Linked DNA regions of Mus musculus: all the other regions are linked to region 1. Evidence: chromatin contacts called from public promoter capture Hi-C data. All regions are on one chromosome and are shown on one strand. The core of a region is the stretch at or near the end of the contact, and the rest is flanking DNA. Distances in the headings are between cores, read along the strand shown. Region 1 holds the start of Maats1 (MYCBP-associated, testis expressed 1). Region 2 holds the start of Gpr156 (G protein-coupled receptor 156). Region 3 overlaps Gpr156 (G protein-coupled receptor 156). Region 4 overlaps Gpr156 (G protein-coupled receptor 156). Region 5 overlaps Arhgap31 (Rho GTPase activating protein 31). Region 6 overlaps Arhgap31 (Rho GTPase activating protein 31).

Evidence for each region. Promoter capture Hi-C pulls out the DNA fragments that hold promoters and counts their contacts.
Region 2: a contact with region 1 is called in a promoter capture Hi-C map of embryonic stem cells, with 8 times the contacts expected there. The contact joins the promoter of Gpr156 here to the promoter of Maats1 in region 1. A contact is called at or near these places in 17 of 39 promoter capture datasets (the 3T3-L1 cell line, 3T3-L1-derived adipocytes, the HPC-7 cell line and 8 more), 1 of 15 datasets of contacts at CTCF or cohesin (embryonic stem cells), 4 of 484 Hi-C or Micro-C datasets (all in embryonic stem cells) and 3 of 115 datasets of contacts at active chromatin or transcription factors (embryonic stem cells and stem cell-derived neural progenitor cells).
Region 3: a promoter capture Hi-C map of 3T3-L1-derived adipocytes shows a contact between it and region 1, with 3 times the contacts expected there. The contact joins the enhancer-like site here to the promoter of Maats1 in region 1. A contact is called at or near these places in 11 of 39 promoter capture datasets (the 3T3-L1 cell line, 3T3-L1-derived adipocytes, the C10 cell line and 4 more).
Region 4: a promoter capture Hi-C map of the C10 cell line shows a contact between it and region 1. The contact joins the enhancer-like site here to the promoter of Maats1 in region 1. A contact is called at or near these places in 10 of 39 promoter capture datasets (the 3T3-L1 cell line, 3T3-L1-derived adipocytes, the C10 cell line and 5 more) and 2 of 484 Hi-C or Micro-C datasets (both in embryonic fibroblasts).
Region 5: a promoter capture Hi-C map of stem cell-derived epiblast-like cells shows a contact between it and region 1, with 2.3 times the contacts expected there. The contact joins the enhancer-like site here to the promoter of Maats1 in region 1. A contact is called at or near these places in 6 of 39 promoter capture datasets (the 3T3-L1 cell line, the C10 cell line, HPC-7-derived erythroid cells and 2 more) and 1 of 9 other capture datasets (liver).
Region 6: a promoter capture Hi-C map of embryonic stem cells shows a contact between it and region 1, with 7 times the contacts expected there. The contact joins the enhancer-like site here to the promoter of Maats1 in region 1. A contact is called at or near these places in 15 of 39 promoter capture datasets (the 3T3-L1 cell line, the C10 cell line, HPC-7-derived erythroid cells and 6 more), 5 of 484 Hi-C or Micro-C datasets (embryonic stem cells and macrophages), 5 of 115 datasets of contacts at active chromatin or transcription factors (embryonic stem cells and large pre-B cells) and 1 of 9 other capture datasets (adipose tissue).

Annotation. Positions count from the first base shown.
Region 1 is chr16:38,340,243-38,343,445 of GRCm38.p6, forward strand. It overlaps Maats1 (MYCBP-associated, testis expressed 1), which reads right to left and starts at 1,618. Exons shown (of 17, transcript NM_001081025.1): 1 at 1,415-1,618. The coding sequence starts at 1,535.
Region 2 is chr16:37,915,041-37,918,243 of GRCm38.p6, forward strand. Gpr156 (G protein-coupled receptor 156) reads left to right here and starts at 1,456. Exons shown (of 10, transcript NM_153394.2): 1 at 1,456-1,575.
Region 3 is chr16:37,954,175-37,957,377 of GRCm38.p6, forward strand. All of the region lies in intron 3 of Gpr156 (G protein-coupled receptor 156), which reads left to right. Among named protein-coding and RNA genes, the nearest start is that of Gm36225, 32 kb to the right of the region's middle. Within about 2 kb of position 1,602, at least 37 of the 459 cell types and tissues checked have an H3K27ac peak or open chromatin away from gene starts, as enhancers often do. A contact at or near this core is called in 3T3-L1-derived adipocytes, where this site is marked.
Region 4 is chr16:37,993,198-37,996,400 of GRCm38.p6, forward strand. The region is part of intron 8 of Gpr156 (G protein-coupled receptor 156); the gene reads left to right. Among named protein-coding and RNA genes, the nearest start is that of Gm36225, 6.5 kb to the left of the region's middle. Within about 2 kb of position 1,629, at least 142 of the 459 cell types and tissues checked have an H3K27ac peak or open chromatin away from gene starts, as enhancers often do.
Region 5 is chr16:38,652,044-38,655,246 of GRCm38.p6, forward strand. The region is part of intron 1 of Arhgap31 (Rho GTPase activating protein 31); the gene reads right to left. It overlaps Gm36482 (a long non-coding RNA gene), which reads left to right. Exons shown (of 6, transcript XR_003951954.1): 6 at 295-450. Among named protein-coding and RNA genes, the nearest start is that of Gm36482, 39 kb to the left of the region's middle. Within about 2 kb of position 1,513, at least 100 of the 459 cell types and tissues checked have an H3K27ac peak or open chromatin away from gene starts, as enhancers often do. A contact at or near this core is called in liver, where this site is marked.
Region 6 is chr16:38,597,666-38,600,868 of GRCm38.p6, forward strand. It overlaps Arhgap31 (Rho GTPase activating protein 31), which reads right to left. Exons shown (of 12, transcript NM_020260.2): 12 at 678-3,203. Among named protein-coding and RNA genes, the nearest start is that of Gm36482, 16 kb to the right of the region's middle. Within about 2 kb of position 1,701, at least 13 of the 459 cell types and tissues checked have an H3K27ac peak or open chromatin away from gene starts, as enhancers often do.

The DNA.
Region 1 (3,203 bases), core at 368-2,867:
GCCTCCATGAGATCCAGACGTAAGGCCTTTTCTCAATTAGTGATCAGTAGGGGAGGGCCCATCCCATGGTAGGTGGTGCCATTTCTGGGCTGGTGGTCCTGTGTTCTATAAGAAAGGAGGCTGAGCAAGCCATGGAGGGCAAGCCATGAAGAGCAAGCCACAGAGAGCAAGCAACAATATCCAAGGCCTCTGCATCAGCTCCTGCCTCCAGTTTCCTGCTCTGCTTGAGTTCCTGTCCTGGCTTCCTTTGGTGATGAACAGCAATGTAGAAGTGTAAGCTAAATAAACCCTTTCCCTCCCAACTTGCTTTTTGATCATGATGTTTTGTCCCAGCAATAGAAAAGCTAACTAAGAGAGCATGCAGTCGGTAATTACACAGCCCAATCCAAGAAAACAGGTTTTCAGAAGAGATTCTGGAGATCCAAAGGAAATACCATAAGGCTGAAAATTATGCAGGGCTCAGGTGACAGCCTGTTTCTACAGAGGGAAAAAATCAGAAAAAGAAAGCATCGTGCTTAAATGGTTGCACTTGTTGTGGTATAAATCCAGTAGTCTAGTTAACACTTTTATACATAATACTGTGTACAGTATTGTAATAGGCTCAAGAGGATGACAGACATGTGTGAACCAGAACTTAAGGTCTGGAGAGGAAGACCACAAATGGAAAATCAGGGCATAACATAAACCGGAATTTAATTGGTCCTAGGGGAATGGGTGCACTGAGTTTATCAACAATGTTTTGATTAACAGAAGGTTGGAGAAAGAGGGGAGGAGGAAGAGGAGGAAACCACTGAAAACAAACATGAAGCCAACTGGAACCTCTTTACCCAGAACCCCAAATTTGGATTTGTCAGAACCTGGGGCAGGAAAATCACTATCACTTTCACTGGACATGTGTGTTTGAATGCATTGCGTGCCTCTCCAGCTCTGCAAATCACTTCACACTTTCTTTCTTTCTTTCTTTCTTTTTTTTTTTTTTTTTTTTTTTTTTTGGTTTTTTTCAAGACAGGGTTTCTCTGTGTAGCCCTGGTTGTCCTGGAACTCACTTTGTAGACCAGGCTGGCCTCGCACTCAGAAATTCACCTGCCTCTGCCTCCCAAGTGCTGGGATTAAAGGCATGCACCACCCGGCTCACTTCACACTTTTATGAATGTGCACCTGAATGATTGAAACCAGACTAGGTTTCAGGAAGATTAAATTATCAGAGGGAAAAGGGGTGACCCCCGTCTGGCACTTGGAGAAGCTGCGCACACCTGTGGCTTCCGAAGTGCTGCAGAGCGCGTGGCCCACAGCGTACTTGGGACTTAGGGCTCCCACCTGTGCGGTCCAGAGCCAGAGGGTTTGTCCTGGAGCTTGTTTTTTAGCACACCCTACCAGGTTACATTAGCTCCCAGGAGGAGTGGGCAGTCCTTACCGTACAGGTAATCGTACGTTCGATTGGCGAATCCGCCCTTGGCCCTCCGCACCTCTCTGCATTGATACGGAATCCTCTGATCATTGGGCCTGGGTTCCTGGATGGTCACTGTCTGGCTCATGGTGCTGCCTTTTTCCCTCCCGCCAGCAGAAAAACAGCTATGGGAGGCTTGGTAGCTGTGTACACCGTAGCTATGGCAACCGCAGAAGCACGCAGGGATAAGGGGCGGGGCGAGTTTCAGGAGGCGGGGAGGCGGGGCGGAGAAGTGAAAGGGCAGGGGGAAAGGCTCTGGGGGCAGTTTGAAGAGGCAGAAAGGAGCGACAGAGTAGATTTTGGGATACAGGGTGAACAAACCTGGCAGAATGAAGAGGCAAGACGTGGGGCGACCTGAGGAGCTGGGTACTGGAAGGGAATAGTCAAGAGAAAGGGAAAATCTAGCATGGAAAGAAGCAGGGCCAGGAAGAAGAGGCTAAGGGATAGGGATTCTGCCCAATAGAGCTGACGTCAGATGCTGGGGAAAGGGCTACTTGAGAAAACCAAGAGCTATTTGCTAGTGACCGCCCTTGCCGCCAGTATCTTCTAGAAATCCATGGGAAATCTCTTCACCTGCTAGAATTGGGTACTTTCATTTCTTCTTTTCCTTTCCCTTTCCTTTTCCTTCTTTTCTTTCTTTCTTTCTTTCTTTCTTTCTTTCTTTCTTTCTTTCTTTCTTTCTTTCTTTCTTTCTCCTTCCTTCCTTTCTTCCTTTCTTTCTTTCTTTCCTTCTTTCTTTTTGGTTTTTCGAGACAGGGTTTCTCTGTGTAGCTCTGGCTATCCTGGAACTCACTTTGTAGACCAGGCTGTCCTCGAACTCAGAAATCCCGCCTGCCTCTGCCTCCCAAATGCTGGGATTAAAGGCGTGCACCACCAAGCCTGGCGGTACTTTCATTTCTGAAAGCCTCTTTCCACAAGGTGGAGAAATCCAAGTTCCTGTGTGTTGGGCCTTGGAGCAGTATAAAAGCGGACATTGGCTTCTGTAATAGGAACTCTATCTCCAGGCTGCTGCTCTTGGTATTATGGTGCATGCGTAGTCTCTGCTTTAAATAGATAAATAAATAAATAAATCCTGCAATGAAAACTAGAGAGGCAGAAATGGGTCAGCTTTTGCCCATGATCCATTCTTCTTTTAAAAAGAAATTTCATAGTATCATTTTACCTTAAAATTAGCCAACGCCTCGAACTAATATTGTTCATTTATTTATTCATTCATTATTTTTGTGGCATTGGGAATTGAATTTAGGGTCTCACATATGCTATAAGCACTCTACTACTGAGATACACACTAGTCCAAAATAATCTCGCTATTATCACTAACAAAGTTAATTCTAATCTTTTTTTTTAAGATTTATTTATTATTATATGTAAGTACACTGTAGCTGTCTTCAGACACCCCAGAAGAAGGCATCAGATCTCATTAGGGATGGTTGTGAGACACCATGTGGTTGCTGGGATTTGTACTCAGGACCTTCGGAAGAGCAATCAGTGCTCTTAACCGCTGAGCCATCTCTCCAGCCCAATTCTAATCATGTTGAGAGAACTCTACACAGGGGCTGATTCCCTTTGTCTTATAAGGGAGGGGCCACTGTCTGTCCTTGACTCTGAGTAGGAAAGAGTGATGGGTGATAGAGACAGTGATAGAGACAGTGTTGCCCTTTAAGCCAAAGGGAGTGAGACATTCTTAGTTCTTGTCCTTAAGAATTTTGTACTATTTGGTCTTTTTCACATTGCCCATGGGAAATGAGATTCTGGA
Region 2 (3,203 bases), core at 206-2,705, 430 kb before region 1:
GAAGTGAGAGTGATGGAGAAAGACTGTGCCAGAAACGTGACTGTGCGTGCATACACGTGGAGTGCAGAGCACTGATGGTAGTTGTCTCCCTCAATTATGCTCCACAGTGATTCTGAGACAGACACTCCCACTGCACCTAAAGCTTACCAATGTAAACTGGCCGTCCAGCAAACCCCAGAAATCTGCCTGTCCCCTTCGCTGCCTCCAGCCTTGAGATTACAGGCAGAGGCTTTTGTTGGGGAACCCCAGCAGGTCCTCACGCTTCCAGAGTGATTGCTCTACCACATGAGGCATTGTTCCAACATCCCTGTCCTGGGCTTTTAAACTGAGTAACCCCAAAAGTGGAGAATCAAAGGGGGCCTCCCCAATGACAGCATCTAACTGCACAGAACAGAAACTCACATTTTGCTCAGTGTCTCACATTCAGGACAAGATGTGAGAAACACGCATTGTCCTGAATAAAACGTTTGCTTCATTTCTTTCCCCATATTTTCCTCTCCAATGAAGTATTTTCCTGTGAAAAGAAGCCTTTGGGTGAAATAGTGAGGGAGGGGTTAAAAAATTTTAAAGCCAATCCTCCTTACCATGTGTGATCTGAACCCTGAAGTCCTACTCGGTTCCCCCTCCCCTCCTGTCCCTAAAATATGTGGTCAAAATGTGGTGTTTGAAATGCAAGCCTTTAATCCCAGCCCTCCAGCGGCAGAGGCAGTCGAACTCTGTGAGTTCGAGGCCAGCCTGGTCTCCAAAGTGAATTCCAGGCCAGCCAGGGCTGTTACACAGAGAAACCTTGTCACGGGAAAACACATGCACACACACACAGACACACAGACACACACACACGCATTCCTATTATAAGCAACATTCTTGTCTTTCTAAAATAAACACAAGCTCAATGTAAAGAATCAAAAAATGCCCAAATAAAAAATGAAGAATGAGGAAAAAGAAGAGATGAGAGGGAAAGGCGGGGAGTAAGAAAAAGAAGAGGGAAGGAGAAATGCAAAAGGCCAAGGGAAAGCTAATGGATAACCTCCCCCCGTATCAAAACAAAACAAAAACAAAGCAAAACAAAACAAACAAACAAACAAACAAACAAACAAACAAAAAACCAGAAACCGGGATCTGAGACTGAGGAACCAGGCACAGGACCTGCTCCGGAGGTCTGAGCATCCTCGGGCTACAGGGCTCCTCAGACCGGCGCTGCAAGCGGCTCTTTGAGCACAGCAGCAGGAAGTCGCCCAGAGAACCGCTCAAACAGGAGTGGACGTCTTTGGAGGAGTGGAGGATGCGGGAGTAAAGGGACTCCGGAGTAGAGAGGCCTGCAGCCGAGCGCAGGGTCCGGTCGCGGCGCGGGGTGGCGCCAGAGGAGGGACGGCGGTCAGACAGAGGAGGAGGCGACCCGCAGGGCACCGCGCACACCGCACAGCCGCCACTCCGGCTGTCTACGAGGCGATGGGCGCGGTCCGCGTCCCTCCCGCCACCTTCCAAACCCGAGAGCCCACCAGAGACCGGAAGAGCACGCGCGTCCCAATCCCGGCCGCGGGCTCGGCGCATCTCTGCGGACGGGGACCCCGCAAGGTGAGCACAGTGCGCCCTTGAAGACCCCAGATTTTGTAGGACCTCCCTATGGACACAGACACCTCCAGTAAGAAATGGAGAGGGCAGGAGTCCCTTCTCCTATTCAAAACCTGAGCAGGATATTCAGAAATGATTTAAGAAGTCCAAAAAGTAGGGAAGAGCGCGTGGCCACGCATCAGGGATGGCGTTGATAATTTGGGAGGAAAAAGGGGAGGGGAGAGTGAACCCAGTGTGACTTCTCTATTTTATTGAATAAGCAACAAAGTGCTCAAAAAGGAGATCTCAGAACTATTTCCCACACTCGGGTGATTTCCAAGCGTGACCCCAAATCTACCCTGCAGGTGCAAGCTCACCCCGAGGGCAGGGTGGTGAGCTGACGTTCCCCCACCCCCTCTCTGAAGTCTGAGAAGAAAGTTTTACTACACCGCCTATGTTCTGTGTGGAGGCTTTGTTCCTGGGCACTGGAGGAGTGACCCAGGCTCCTGAGCATCCTTGGATCTGACCAGCAGCAGTTTCCAAGCGTGTTGTAGAGGCTTCCACTTAGAAAGTTGGGCATCACGTGCTACTTCCTTAATGCTTTCTGTTACCTGTTAACATTTCGAGATTAAACTGTGTAGGGAAGACGGTGTAGCCACTCTACCCATTTGTTTATTTTCTGGATGCATGAGAACTAGGTACCTCTGATAAACCTGTTTTCCCAGTGTATTCCTTAAACAAGCTGTGGAGGGAGATGCTAAGAGTGTGAATACTTCATTGAAAAAGAAGAGTTTTCAGATGGGAGTTTAAAACCACCATATTTGTTGGTGTGTTAATTAAGCAGCAAGGCCGCCAAAGAGGGTGGGGGAGAAACACCTTTTCTCCACCAATAGCTGGATTCTCCCAGGAGTTGGAACACCAGCCAGGCTTCCAAGTTTGTAGTTTTAACTGCTGCAGAAGGAACAAATGGGTGTATCCAGATAAATGAGGAGGGAATCACTTGTCTGGGGGCTGTAGACACTTTGACTCTGGGATATAAAGTGCCTTGGCAGGCTGGCTTGAGTTGGGACTCTCTCAGAAAGAGAGGGGGCTCCCTGGTCCCATTTTGTCTGTGTGATTCCCCTGCAGGACCACCACTGTATCTGGCATATTCTTTCTGCTTCTCTATCATTGCCCCCAGCTTTAGCTTCTCTCTGTTCCCTAGAGTTGGTCTGGTCAGAGGCAAAGCCTTTATGGAAACTTGGGAATAGAGAAGCCCAGTCTTGGGAAAACAGGAATGTCCTTCAGCAGAGACCAGGAGGGCAAATAGCTAAAAGCAACTTCTGTCCTAGAGAGTGGAAGAATGAGCAAAGGAATGAAGTTAACTAAAAAGAAGCGGCCTCAGACACACCATTTTGTTTTGATTTGTTTTGGTTTCTCAGGACCGGGTTTCTTTGTACAGCCTTGGCTATCCTGGAATTTGATCTGTAGATCAGGTAGCCTTGAACTCACAGAGATCCAGGTACCTCTACTTTCCAGGTGCTGGAATTAAAGGTGTGTGCTACTATGCTAGGCCTAAGGACTACACTGTTTCACGATGAGGGCTCCTCTATTACATTTTCTTGCTATTTGTCCATAAGGGCATTTGAAAGTTTTATTGGAAGAAATAGAGG
Region 3 (3,203 bases), core at 352-2,851, 390 kb before region 1:
AAGGACAGGCTAGCAATACCAATCACTTTTGGCTGAGAGAAAGCTTGCACACTGGAGTTCTGGGATCGTTGCTGTAATCCCTGAATCCTGAGTGACATGGTGATTGCTGAGGAAGGAAAAGCAATCCATCCCAGAATGAACACCGGCCACGTAGCTCAGGTTAGGATGACATTGCAGGATCAGGGGCTGGATGAGGCAGAGGGACCAGGAACAGATCCTGGCTCTACCGCCACAGAAGCTAAGATTCATAGAAGGGAAATATTATTTGAGTTGTCATTTCCAAGGGATTGGACAGGGAGCTAAAACTAGATGTGGTGTCATGAGGCCAGATGCCACTGGCGTGTGGGGACAGGGCAGGGAGAGAGATGCGAAGCAACAGTGAGATCGTGCATAGAGAAGGTCTTTCTTGGGTCCTGCGTGTGGGATGGGATATGGGTGAGAGTGTGTGGAGGTTAATGAGGCAGTAGCAATAATCCATAAGAGCAGCCTCAGCTCAGTGGTTTGGCGCTCTTTAGCCATGTGGCAGACAGGCCTAGATGGATATTCAGCCTGGATGAACTGCTCACACCATGCGTGTGTGTGTGTGTGTGTGTGTGTGTGTGTCTGCGGATTCACATAACTAGCCAGGCATAGTGGACAAGCCTTAGGAGTCAGAAGCAGGAGGCTCATGAGTTCAAGACCAGCCCAAAATAAAATTTCTGTCTGAGGAAACCAAAAATAAATAAGCATCTTAAAATAAAAATAGATAAGACACATGGGCCAGCAAGATAACCAAGTGGTAAAGGCACTTGCCACCGAGCCTGACCTCCTGGGTTCAATCCCCCGGGGCCCATATAGTAGAAAGACAGAACTGTCTCCCATAAGTTGTCCTCTGACCTCCACATGCGCACACACAAGCACACTAGATAGATAGACAGACAGACAGACAGACAGACAGACAGACAGAAAACAGAACACAACTGTCGTTGCCCTATTACAGCTGATGATGAATGAGATTTACTGAATTGGGAGGAGGGTGTTTTAACTCTCTTACCACATAATGAGATCCTTGAAACTTAAAAAAAAAAAAAAAGATTTGTTTTTATTTTCATTGGTGGTTTGCCCGTATGCATGTCTGTGCACCACGTGCATGCAGTGAGTGCCCTCAGAGGCCAGAAATGGACCCCAGATCCCTAAAACTGGGAGACGTGAGCTGCCATGGAGAAGCTGGAAATCGAGTCCTGGTTCAGTATTCTTAGCCACTGAGACGTCGCTCCAGCCCCTCTTCTTGAATTGTTAATACTTATACATTTATTTATTTATTAGTGGTACTGAGGGTAGACCCCAGAGCCTTGCTCGTTCCAGGCAATTAGTCTACCACTGGCCACACCCCGGGGCCCCTGAGGGTTTTCATCTTTGCCCTCCATTGTGCCCAGACTATGCTGTTTCCCGAAGGACCGCTTCAGCTGGTCTGGAATAAAATCAAGTACAAGGATAAGCTCTTGGAAGACAGACAAGCTCTTTCCCCTCTTTAACACAGCTTCAGCTCTACAGACTGTGCATAGCAAAGCAGCTGCCTTAACTGTGACCCTTTGGCCCACTGCTTACTCCCTCCCCAGACACGACATGGCAAGTTCCCGAAGCCCTTCTGCCTGTAGTTTTACTGAACCTTCGTCTCAGTCCCAGCGTTCTACTGAAACCATCTGCTCTGGGCACACTACTGGCCATGTGCGCTGTACTTTTAGAAGGCCTTTGTGCATTCAAGGTTTTACGTGGGTGACTGTTGTTTATACAATTAGCTACTGGAGCCAGCATGGTAATGCAAGTCTTCACTCCCAGCTCTCTGAGCAGGCAGATCTGTGAGTTCAAGACCAGATTCGTATACACAGGAGTTCTGGGTCAGCTGGGAGTAGATAGACACCCTGTCATTTAAATTAAACACACACACAACACACACACACCCCAAATTGTCACAGTGTGCCAGATACTATCTAGGTTCTGTGTGGGTCAAAAAAATGGGGTCCCGAGTCTGGGTCGCTGGGCGTGGTGGACGCAGGGAGTTTGCCACAGGACCTCCGCTTCAGGGGTGAGGAAGGGGCAGTCTGGGGGTCCCCACGGACCTGTCAGAGTCAGACTCCAACTCTTGGGTACCACAGACGCTGCTAGGTACCAGGGAAGAGCCAGTTCTGGGGTCCCTGGGCCCCACGGAGGCCAGGGATGTCAGGTTCTCAGGTCTGGACACCACAGTCGCTGCTGGATGTTGCGGAAGAGCTGAGAATGGGTGGGGACCCACAGGTGGACTTTGGCCTGGGAGCTGAAGGGGAAAAGGCAGGAGGAGAGCTCCAGCTGGTTAGTGTGGGGAGGAGAGTCTTGGCTGGCTCAGAGGGCTTGCTCCATGGGCGGCTTGGGTTGGTGGTGGGGTTAGATTCCTGGCTTGTTAGGGGAAGACCTGCTCTGCGGATCCCGATGAGATGAGACAGTCCCTGGTTTTAGGGCATTTATTGTAGAAAGGCGGAGAGAGGGAGAGAGTAGAGAAGTAGAGGCCAGCCAATGGCCACATGAAGAGAGAGAGGAGAAGGGAAAGCGGAGAGAGGGGGAGCAAAGGAGCAAGAGAATAAGAGATAAGAGCGGGAGGAGGGGGCAAACAGCCCCTTTTATAGTGGGCTGGGCCATCCTGGCTGTTGCCAGGTAACTGTGGAGAGGATCATACCTGGCTGTTGCCAAGTAACTGTGGGGGTGGAGTCCACACAGAATACCAGGAGCTTGGGGCATTGCCTATGTAACTGATAGCCACACACCTCTCTTTGGGGGCGGGAGGGCTGTGGGAGGCTGTAGCTGTGACAGGAGCCAGGGCCACTTTATATCCCTTAGGGTCACCGGGATTCCAGGCCTGTGCTCAACTGAGGACCAGGCTGTCTGTGTACAGCTCACTGCCCCACAGTTCTGGGGTCATATTAAAGGAGAAACTAGACACACACACCGGGGGGGGGGGGGAGGATGGGGGGGAGAGAGCATGAGAACACAAAAAAATCACATTCTTCATGGAATTTGTTTTCTCAAAGTATGAGTCAGAAAATAATAAATATATGGGATTTTAGTGAAGAGAAATAGTGAATATGAGTTCTTAGGATAGGGTAGTTTAGACAGTGTGGCCAGATAAAACCTGACTGAGAGGTAACACTTGAGAATAGATTAGAATGGCTTGGGAAACAAGTCATTAGGAA
Region 4 (3,203 bases), core at 379-2,878, 350 kb before region 1:
GGAGGTGGGGTGGGGACTTGAGCATCTACATGAGTCTCTGTGGCTGGGTGCAGCCTTTGTACCATAAGCAGAGAAACTTTTGCAGCATCTTGTTGTTGTAGGAACTGGGCTGAAGAAGGCCCCTTAGAAATAGAGGCTCATTGTCTGGGATGCCGGAAGAGTGGGGGTGGTGTGTGTGTGGGGTGGCTAGGGGTTGGGGCTGGGGGTGGGGGTCCTTCTTCCTGGGAGATGGGAGGCAAAGAGAAACTTTTGGGCCTCCTAGACTTCTTTCCCTGCTCCTTTCCTTTCTTGTTTGCCTAGAAAAGAACTAAGCATTTGCTCTGTCAGCCTCCCTTACAGCTAGAGGTGTCCCCAGAACATCATTTGGAACACTAGAGGTTGCCTAGAAGGCTTCTGAGAGACAGACTTTGTACTGTCCTGGGGGCGACGGGGAGCAGGCTGAGACTGTTGATATATCCCTTTTATGTTCTCTCTGCCTTGAATATATGTAATGTCTGGTGTGATGGCAGTCGGCTTATGATCAATAAACTATATTTATTACACTAGGAGACTCTAGTTCCTTCCATGTAAGGGTATACATTCAGGAGGAGAGGTCTCTTAAGGAAAACACACAGGTACAAAAGTGAACAAGCCTCTGAAGATTTCGTGACGATGCCTTCTTCCGCAGTAGAAAATGTTCCAAGCTATTTATTTTGCTTGGTCAATAGGATTCCAAGGACATTGCCTCTTTTCAACAAAAGTAAACCACAAGGCCAGGAATCTAGTCTTAGATGATGAAATATTGAACAGGGATTTAAAAAAATGATGTTAGGTTGAACTGAAGCACTGAGTGGGCAATCTGGACACTACAAAAGTATTGAGCTAAGAAATGAAGGAAGCAAAAGACAGAGAAAAATAAGAGACTGATTAAAAAATATAAAGAATATGAAGAATCGGTCTAGGGGCGAAGTTCATCTCTGAAGGAGGGGGAGGGAGAGAGGAGGGAAACAGGAAGGGAAGGGGGGGGAGGAAGGCAGAAGGGGAGAAGGGGAGAAAGAACTTATCACCAAGAAATTTTAAAGGAAAGGCTTTCTGATTTGAGCAAAATGCCCTTTGAAAATGGAGGGAATCCACAACCTCCCTGCATGGTCCTAGTTTGGTTTCTGCTCCTCGCTCTAACCCTGTGCATCCTGAGCCTCAGACACAAGCATTCTGCTTCCTCCTTCCCCTCCCTCCCTCCCTCCCTCCCTCCCTCCCTCCCTCCCTCCCTCCCTCCCTCCCTCCCTTCCTTCCTCCCTCCCTCCCTTTCTCTCTCTCTCTCTTTTCCCTCTTAAACTGACCATGGTATGAGACTAAACCATATCTTATAGTATTGTAGATTTAGGGTCTAAGTTCTTTTCATCAGAGAAAAATGACCGAGGTCTGTCCCTAAACTGATTTCATCTCTGGCCCAAAGATGTTTGGCAGAAGCATGGCTTTCCTTGTGAGACTCACACTGAGTCCCCAGGGCGGTGAGACAGCTGAGCACATTATGGGAGTGTCCCAGGGAACCTGGGAGAGGATCGGTTGGTAGCTGCAGGGAGATGAGTCCCCGGCTGGCCAGAGCCTTCAGATCTGCTGTGACTTAGAAGCGTCTCTAGGCAGCGCTAGAGAGCAGGGTGAAGCGAATATAAGGCAAAAAGCTTGTACACACATGGGCTGTCAGGAAATGCCTGGGTGTATCTGATGCCAAGCGCTGAGGTCATCGCCAGCCATTAGACAACCCCTGCTTCTGCGACCTGAGCGTGACCCATCCCCCAACTCCCATCCCCCACCCTTCCATTCCGTTCCGAAAGACAAAATTCCAAGGACATTTGCTTTTCCTGCCCAGCGTACACGACACACTTAGGATTTGTCCCCTTTATCTAGGAACCACAAGACTGGAGAATTGTACAGAAAAGCTTCCTTCACTTATTCAGGTATCCTTTGGTCACATCTTAGCCACTGTGGACATGTGGTGAAGCACAGGGCCCTTCGCCTCCTTAAGTCTCATAGGGAGTATTCATAAGAAGAATTACAATGTGCATTGAATGCTTTGGAAGCCTCCCCAGACTTTGCTAAAACTTGTGGCATCTTCACATCAAACGAGCGTTGGAGGACAGTCTTGAGAGAATAGCAGCAAGCAGATCGGAAGAGATAAGACAAAATATGAGAAAGAGCTCCCAATAGTGGGAGGAGCTCCAAGGACGGAATATCCCTTTTCATCTTATCATTTTAAAAATTATTTTACTTGTGTGTATGTGTGTGTGCATATGCATACGTATATGTGCATGGGCGTATGATGTGTGTACATGCCATGGGCGTGGATGGAGACCAGAGGGCAACTCAAAGGAGAAGTTAATTCTCTCCTTCCACTAGGGGGGGGGGGTCTCTGGGATTGAACCCAGGTCACCAGGCCTAGCAGCAAGCATCCTTACCCACTGTGCCATCTTGCCTCTTTGCTAAAGTCGACTTTATTTGTATTTTTTTATGTGTATGAATGTTTTGCCTGCATGTATGTCTTTGTACCAGGTGCATTATTGGTGCCCACAGAAGCCAAAACAGAGTACGAGATCCCCTGGAACGGAACAGACAGTTGCGAGCCACCATTCCTGTGCTGGGAACCAACCTGGGATCCCCTGGATCCTCTGCAGCTCTGAGCTTCTAGGAGCACGGCGTGGCCTGTTACAGATGACGCTGTACTCCCACAGGAGTTCCTGTGGCTGCTCTAATAGGTGCCAATGGCTTTGAGCAGAACAAATGTAGTATCTTGCAGTTCTGTAGGGCAAGTATCAAAAATGGGCTTTATTTGACTGAAACCAAGGTATCACCTGATCTACAATTTTTTTTTTTTTCAGAAAAGGGGGGACTCCATTTCCTGACTATTTCAGCTTTTAAAGACTACTTGCCTTCTTTAAGGCCCTTCCTTCCCTTTCAGACCCAGCAATGGGGCATTCTAATGGCTGCCCTTCCTTCTCTTTCTTTCCACCTTCTCTGGCCCTCCTCCCTCTCTCCATCCCAGCTCCTCTCATTCTTGAGACAGGGTTTCTCTGTATAGCCCTGACTGTCCTGGAACTCACAGAGATCTGCCTGCCTCTGCCTCACAAGTGCTGAGATTAAAGGCGTGCGCCACCACCCTCATCAGGCTCCTCCTTCTCTCTTATATGGACTCTGGTAATGACATTGACTCCACCTGAATACTCCAG
Region 5 (3,203 bases), core at 263-2,762, 310 kb after region 1:
CTCTGTGCTCCCACCCCCACCCCAGCATCTTTTCATTTCCTGCCTGATATTCCTGAGCCACAGGCAGCCATTGTTTCCAGAACAGCTTTGCTTGGAAGCCCTTGGTACTGAGGCCTCCCAGTGCTTCCTGTTGTTACAAGGCTTCTTTTTCCTGCTAAAAACAAGAGCACATCCTGCCGCATGTAACCCTTTTCAGGCGATTTATGTCTTGCACAAGCTTGTCTAGTGACTGAAAACACTGGCTGCTTTATACACTTATTTTATTTAATATTTTAAAAAAATTTATTCTTTGAGGATGGCCGGTTGGCTCAGTGGGTAAAGGCACCTGCTATCAACCCTGACGACCGAAGTTCCATCCTCGGGCCTGCAATGATTGAAGGCACAGAACCAACTACCACAAGGTGTCCTCTGACCTTCAAACCCTCCAAGCCTCAAGCAAATAAATAAAATGTAATTTAAAAATAAAAAATTGTCATTGTACAAGGATTGTAAGTAATTATTTAAAAATTAAAAATTGTCATTGTACAAGGATTGTAAGTAATTAGTAGACAAAACAACAACAACAACAACAACAAAAAACAAAAACAAAAAAACCCCAAAAAACCTACAGATGGATGTAAGAATAAGAGTCATCCAATCGCATCCTCTGTATTAGTTAGCAATGAAAGTGCTTCAGTGTCTGTGATGTAAGAGATGTGTCCACAGCCACACAGTTTACCACGGGACTTAGGTGGGGCTTGCGGCAGGAGCTATTCCCAACAGCTTATAAGAGGCAGGGAGTTCTGTCAAGAACCAGCGTCTTAGAAGAACAGCCTAGGGGAGGGTCTCCATATTAATGTACAAAAGGGTCTCCCGGGAGCTGACAGAAAACAAACTCAGAAAGAGTTCCCTGAAAGGTGTTAGGAACACTCTTGGAGAAAGATCAATAATGTGTGTGTGTGTGTATTAGTATGTATGTATGTATGTATGTATGTATGTATGTATGTGTGTATGTGTGTGTGTGTGTGTGTGTGTGTGTGTGTGTGTATGTATGTATGTATGTATGTATGTATGCATGTATGTATGCATGTTTGGCGTGAAAGGAGGAGTGGGTCAGTTGCTACACCAAGCTTTTGAAGACACAGATCTGCCCGTGCGTGAGATAGCAGAATCTCCATCCTTTCCTCGACATCACTCTCTCTACTTACATGTGGGACCCTGAAGACCTTGTCACCCCTTTCCCAGACTGGAAAACACCCCAGCAGATACTGAGACTATGGTCTTTAAAACCTATGCGAGAGACGCCAACCCTAAGACTAGTCCATCCACTTCAGAGAAAGTCGTTTTCAAAGCAACTCCAATCCCTGCACACCTCTGAAGAGTCAAGGCCTTCGCTTATGATGCGGATCATGAGAGCCTGAGTCATTTAAGTCTTGGCTTTGTGGCCCCCGGGGGAACGGAACTGAGCTCTAAGGGTGGACTCTGCAGCCGGTGCCCCTCCCCCTTTCCGTATCACAAACTGGTTCTCACACTGTGTTCCTGCAGAGGGGCCTCCCCTGCACCTCAGCAGACAGGGCTTTTATCTCTCATGGAAAGCCAGGCAAACACTCACAGCAATCTGTGGTTTGTTAAAACCACAAGGCACGGTGACATTCAGGCTTCTGTCCCGAAGATTAGCAGCTCAAACATCAGTCCCATCCTCTGAAGACCCAACCAGAGGCCCACACTGAGAGCCCCTGGTCTGCTCCCTCCTCCCACGTCAGTGCTATCTTCAGACATGATTTTTGCCAGATATGTCTGGGATTAAGGCTGAAAGCTTATGACTTGGAAGGGACTTGGTTAAACACGCCTGACTCGGTGCCAGGCAACCTGAGGCCCCAGGACGTTCAGGGCTCCATCCACGGCCACCCAGCTCAACAGCAGCGAAGCCCGGAGCTGGAGAGAGACTGAACCACGGCAAGAGTCGTGTGCCAAGTGCTTCAGATCTCCTTTCTCTCTAATTTTCAGAATTAAGGCTTAACTACCCAGTAGGCTTCTCTGTGACCAAGCTAACACACACTTTGATGGCAGATGTAATTCAGGGTGTTCAAACTTAAGACTCTCCCTTAGTGGTCAAGTCAAATTAATCATGTTTATCTGATCCCCCACAAGTAGAGCGATGGGCCAGACTCCTGTGTGACTCAAAGTTGTACCTTAGTACGCTGCACATGGCATCAGCTTGCAGGCAGGTTAGTTCAATTACATGGCAGCTAAATATCGGGTAGAGCAAAAATGTCAGGCAGAGCCCTTGTTCGTTCTGTAGCTGTGGGCCAGAGTCATTGGATTTAATGACATCTTTCTGCAGAGGAAAGGGAGCGGGCTGCCAGAGACTGCCTCCCCTCTGTAAATATGCAATCTTCTGATCCCATGCAAAGAGGAGAGGAGGTTCGTTTATTTTTGTAAGGATCTGGTGATTCCTGTTTGAAGAGGGTGTAGGCTTGCAAAGGATTGTCCAAGGCTTAAATTTCCTGCACAGAGATGGAAGTAGTAGGCTCTAAGGGTGTGGTCACAGCTGGGAGGGAGTGTCCTCAGGCTAGGTGCTGTGAAAGAATACTGAGGACTGCAGAGGAGATCTGAGAGACATTCTTGGCCATCAGCTCCAGGGAAGATGGGGCAGATTCTCAGGCCGAGGGCCCAATGGAAGATCAAGGGGATTGACTGGTCAGGAGCCAGGAGGTGTGACCCACTCTCTACCTACAAGAGCTGGCCTAGGGAGAGTAGGCAAAGGGCCTTTAAGTGACCACATATGAGAGATGGACAAGGCCTGATAGCTTTTATGATCTGACTCAAGATAAGAAGTCCCTGACGTTTGTCTTGTGATTTGCAACCGTGTGCTGATCCTACTTGGCGAACTTCAGTAATTGTCTCTAAGCATCTGAGAAGGAGACAGAGCAAGGGAAAAGAGGTCGCTGTTCGGGTCTCTGCATGAGACAAACCGAGGTCATAACCCACCCTCTTCTATAGCTCCCAGGTAGATTTACCCATCCAGACCTTCTTGGTGCCTATTCTGTGCATAGGGACTGAGTACCAGGTATCAAGGACATAGCCAGAAGCAGAGCTGGAGTCCTCACCTTCGGGGGCCTTGTGTGTTGTGGGAAGAAGTACATAAATCTTTCTCTGGCTTCTAGTTAAGTAAATGAGCTCTGGAGCCAGGCTGCCTGTGTTTTCACCCTTTCACCATTGCT
Region 6 (3,203 bases), core at 451-2,950, 260 kb after region 1:
AGCTGACCTTCCTCTATTTATTTTTTTATTTTTTTTTTGGTTTTTCTGTATAGCCCTGTCTGTCCTGGAACTCACTTAGTAGACCAAGCTGGCCTCGAACTCAGAAATCTGCCTGTCTCTGCCTCCCGAGTGCTGGGATTAAAGGCATGTGCCACCATGCCTGGCTGACCTTCCTCTTTGAAATTCCTGAAATCAAGACTCTTGGGTAGCAGACCCTAAGATGCTTGTTGTTATCAAGTAGGATCAGTTTGGGTAGAAGGTCGTCCCAACCAGTCTAAGCAGGAATTGGACCTACTAGAAACTTCTTCCAATTCTAAACAAACAAATCATATTCTCTAGGGCTTCTGAAGGCAGGAACGTAAGGCCTGGTCGACACATGACTCACAAACCTAATTTGGGCCAAACATGATTGCTGTGTGCCTAACACTACATGAAATTGACAGTTCATCTTGGGCCTATGTGTGACTTCATCAACAGCGGAAATTAAATCATTTTCTGGGTGATCAAAGGCTCTCCAATTCTTTCTTAAGGTGTGTGGGATCAGACCCTCCTTGGTTTCCAAGTAGATAGCCAACAGGTAGGCTTTACAACCAATGAGAACCATGGAAACGATCGAAAACACTTAGTTCACCCTCGCTTTGATCTCTAAAAACAAAGTTCTCAACACCCAAGGGTATCCACTGATATATTTTATTGGCTTTGCAATTCTGCTTAATTAGAATATTTATTAGTAGGTCATTTGAATACTGTCAACAGTCCTAGTGAAGGTGCTAGCTGCTGCTTTCTGCCATGGCTTGGTGTCTAATGGTGGGTCTCACCCTGCTCCAGTTGTTTCAGGCTGCTCCATTTATCCCTTTTCTCTGTTAGACCACGCTCAACTGTGTTGGAGTGCTGCTAAGGTACCCAGTGCCCTCTTACCAAATTTTGGGTAAGTACTTGGTAAGGATGGTGACACGTACATGTTTAGTGCCTCCAGAAACCAGAAATTGAACTTGGGTAATATTTTGAATTTTAAGGCTTGGATTAAGCTAGTATTTCATAGCGAGGTCTTGGTCTTGGTTAGGTCTTTTCATATTCCAAGAGCAGAGAATAAAAACCAAATGCTCTTTCTCCAGTCCGTTTTGGCAAAAGGGAGAAAAAGTAGTCTGGGAGGACTATTTTGTAAATAAATATGAATTATCTTAAGCAAAGATAATATGCCAAAAAAAGTGTATGTGTACATATTTCATTTGAACTTCAGTCTTTGAGCTACCCCTTTTTGTGGACTGGCAGTTGCCCTGAAGACCTGCTCTCCTGCCCTTTCTGGCACATCAGCAGGTCCTGATAACAGTGGTGCTTCTCCCAGACCCTGGATGGAAGCAAGTAGAGTGATTCTCACTTGGCTATTCTCAGGGGTCCAATATGAGAGCTCCAAGTGGTGGCCAAATGGCGACCCCAGCATTTTGAGGAACAGTGCCTTTGTCATGAAATGGGATTTTACGAGCACCAGGCTCACCCAGCGCACTAAATTTACCACCATGTGTGTGACAGTTGTTAGAGGACCACACTGGAGAGGCAGGGAGGGCACTGAGACGGTGAAGATTCCAAGCCCTTCTGGAATTGGCTGGCTGAGGAAAACCGAAGTAAGGACTATTTCCAAACAGATGACAGTGGGGCATGGACACGCCCACATGTCTGCTCTCCTGAAGGTGATGTCATAAGTGAATGGTGTGTAAGGGAACGTGGTAGTCATTTTGAAATCAGTCCTCAGAATTTAAGTCACCTGCCAGTGTGGAAATGATTGCTTTTTTGTCTTGCTGCCAATAAAAATACACCCAGAAATATTAGGAAAGAGAACAGCCATTAAGTTGTCTCAGTGTTTCGTTTGGTACTTGGCTCTTTTCCTGTCACATTCTAACTGGAGCACGTCTTTATCAAAGCATACACCGACATTGAGCCTGGCACCAAGCTTGTCCACCGTATTTCCTGATTGAGGCAGGAATGCACTTTTCAGGTCTCCAGAACATAGCCACTTTTCGCCTCTCCACACCATATTTCTTCACCTTTCATGACTAGGGAGAAATGCTATGTCCTAAGACTTCTTGTTTGGTCAACATCTCAGTTTTTGTTGGTCCAGTGCTTTCCTCACCTAATGAGAAAGCAAAGACTGAAGGCCTATTAACTGTTCCCCTTGCTCCTCATGGAGGGTCACTCTCTTTAGGTCACTCTAGGTATCCTTGCATCAGGCGCTGGCTTAACAACAACAACAAAAAAAAACCAAAAAACAAAAACAAAACAAACCAAGGGCAAGATTTCAAATCCTTAAGGTGTATCAGGGAAGGAAAGGAGAGCATGAGATCTGCAATGGGCCATCAGCTTCTACACTCCCACTGGAGATGACTTCAGCTTAGCCCCTTACCCACTCCAGTACTGGCTTTGTGGGCTCAGCCCAGAGATACTGCCAGTCTTTAGAGAAACTTGTGCAGTGACCAAGCTTCTGGACAGTTTAGCCAGGCTGGAATCTGAGAAGCGCCCCGTTATGCCTTTGTGGGGGAAGAGCCAGAAACCTTCCTCCAGCAGGTGTAAGGGACATCAGACAGGTATACTGCATCTGCTTGTGTCCAGACAAGAGTCAGAGCAAGTCAGAGCACCCGAGTGGATGGTGGATATGGGAAATGCAGACAGTGCTGTCTCAAATCTGCCCTTGAGCAACAGTGAGAGGAGGAGAAAGGAAGAGAGCCGCTGGCTAAAGGCAAGGCATTTCTGAGGACAGTGACAGATGGGGCTCCTCCTGGCCTCTTTACACATCCGGCTGGGCCCAGGCTGGGGCTGGAGAGTAAAGGTGAGCTAGAGCTTTCCTTTTAATGCCTCACCAGCTCAGACACATCAGGTCTGAAGTTGTGCCTTCCTCTATGACATGTGGCACCCGGACTCTGGTACTATTAAGAGAGCAGACACATCACCCCTGCCTACCTAGACGTCTTGTGGTCCTCCGCTCAGGACTCAGTCTGCCTAGCTACTGGATTTGTTAATCAGCACGGTGGCAGGTGGAGTCACAATAAAGCCAGTACCAAGAAGCATTTGTAGGTGGGACCAGTCGGGGCTTTGCTCTTGAGTACAGACTCTGACTTTCTGTGCTGATTTGTGGGTCGCCTCGGACAGGTCTGCAGCCATCCCAGGGAAAGCGCACAAGGAGGTTCCCCGACCTAGAGATCTTACGTGCA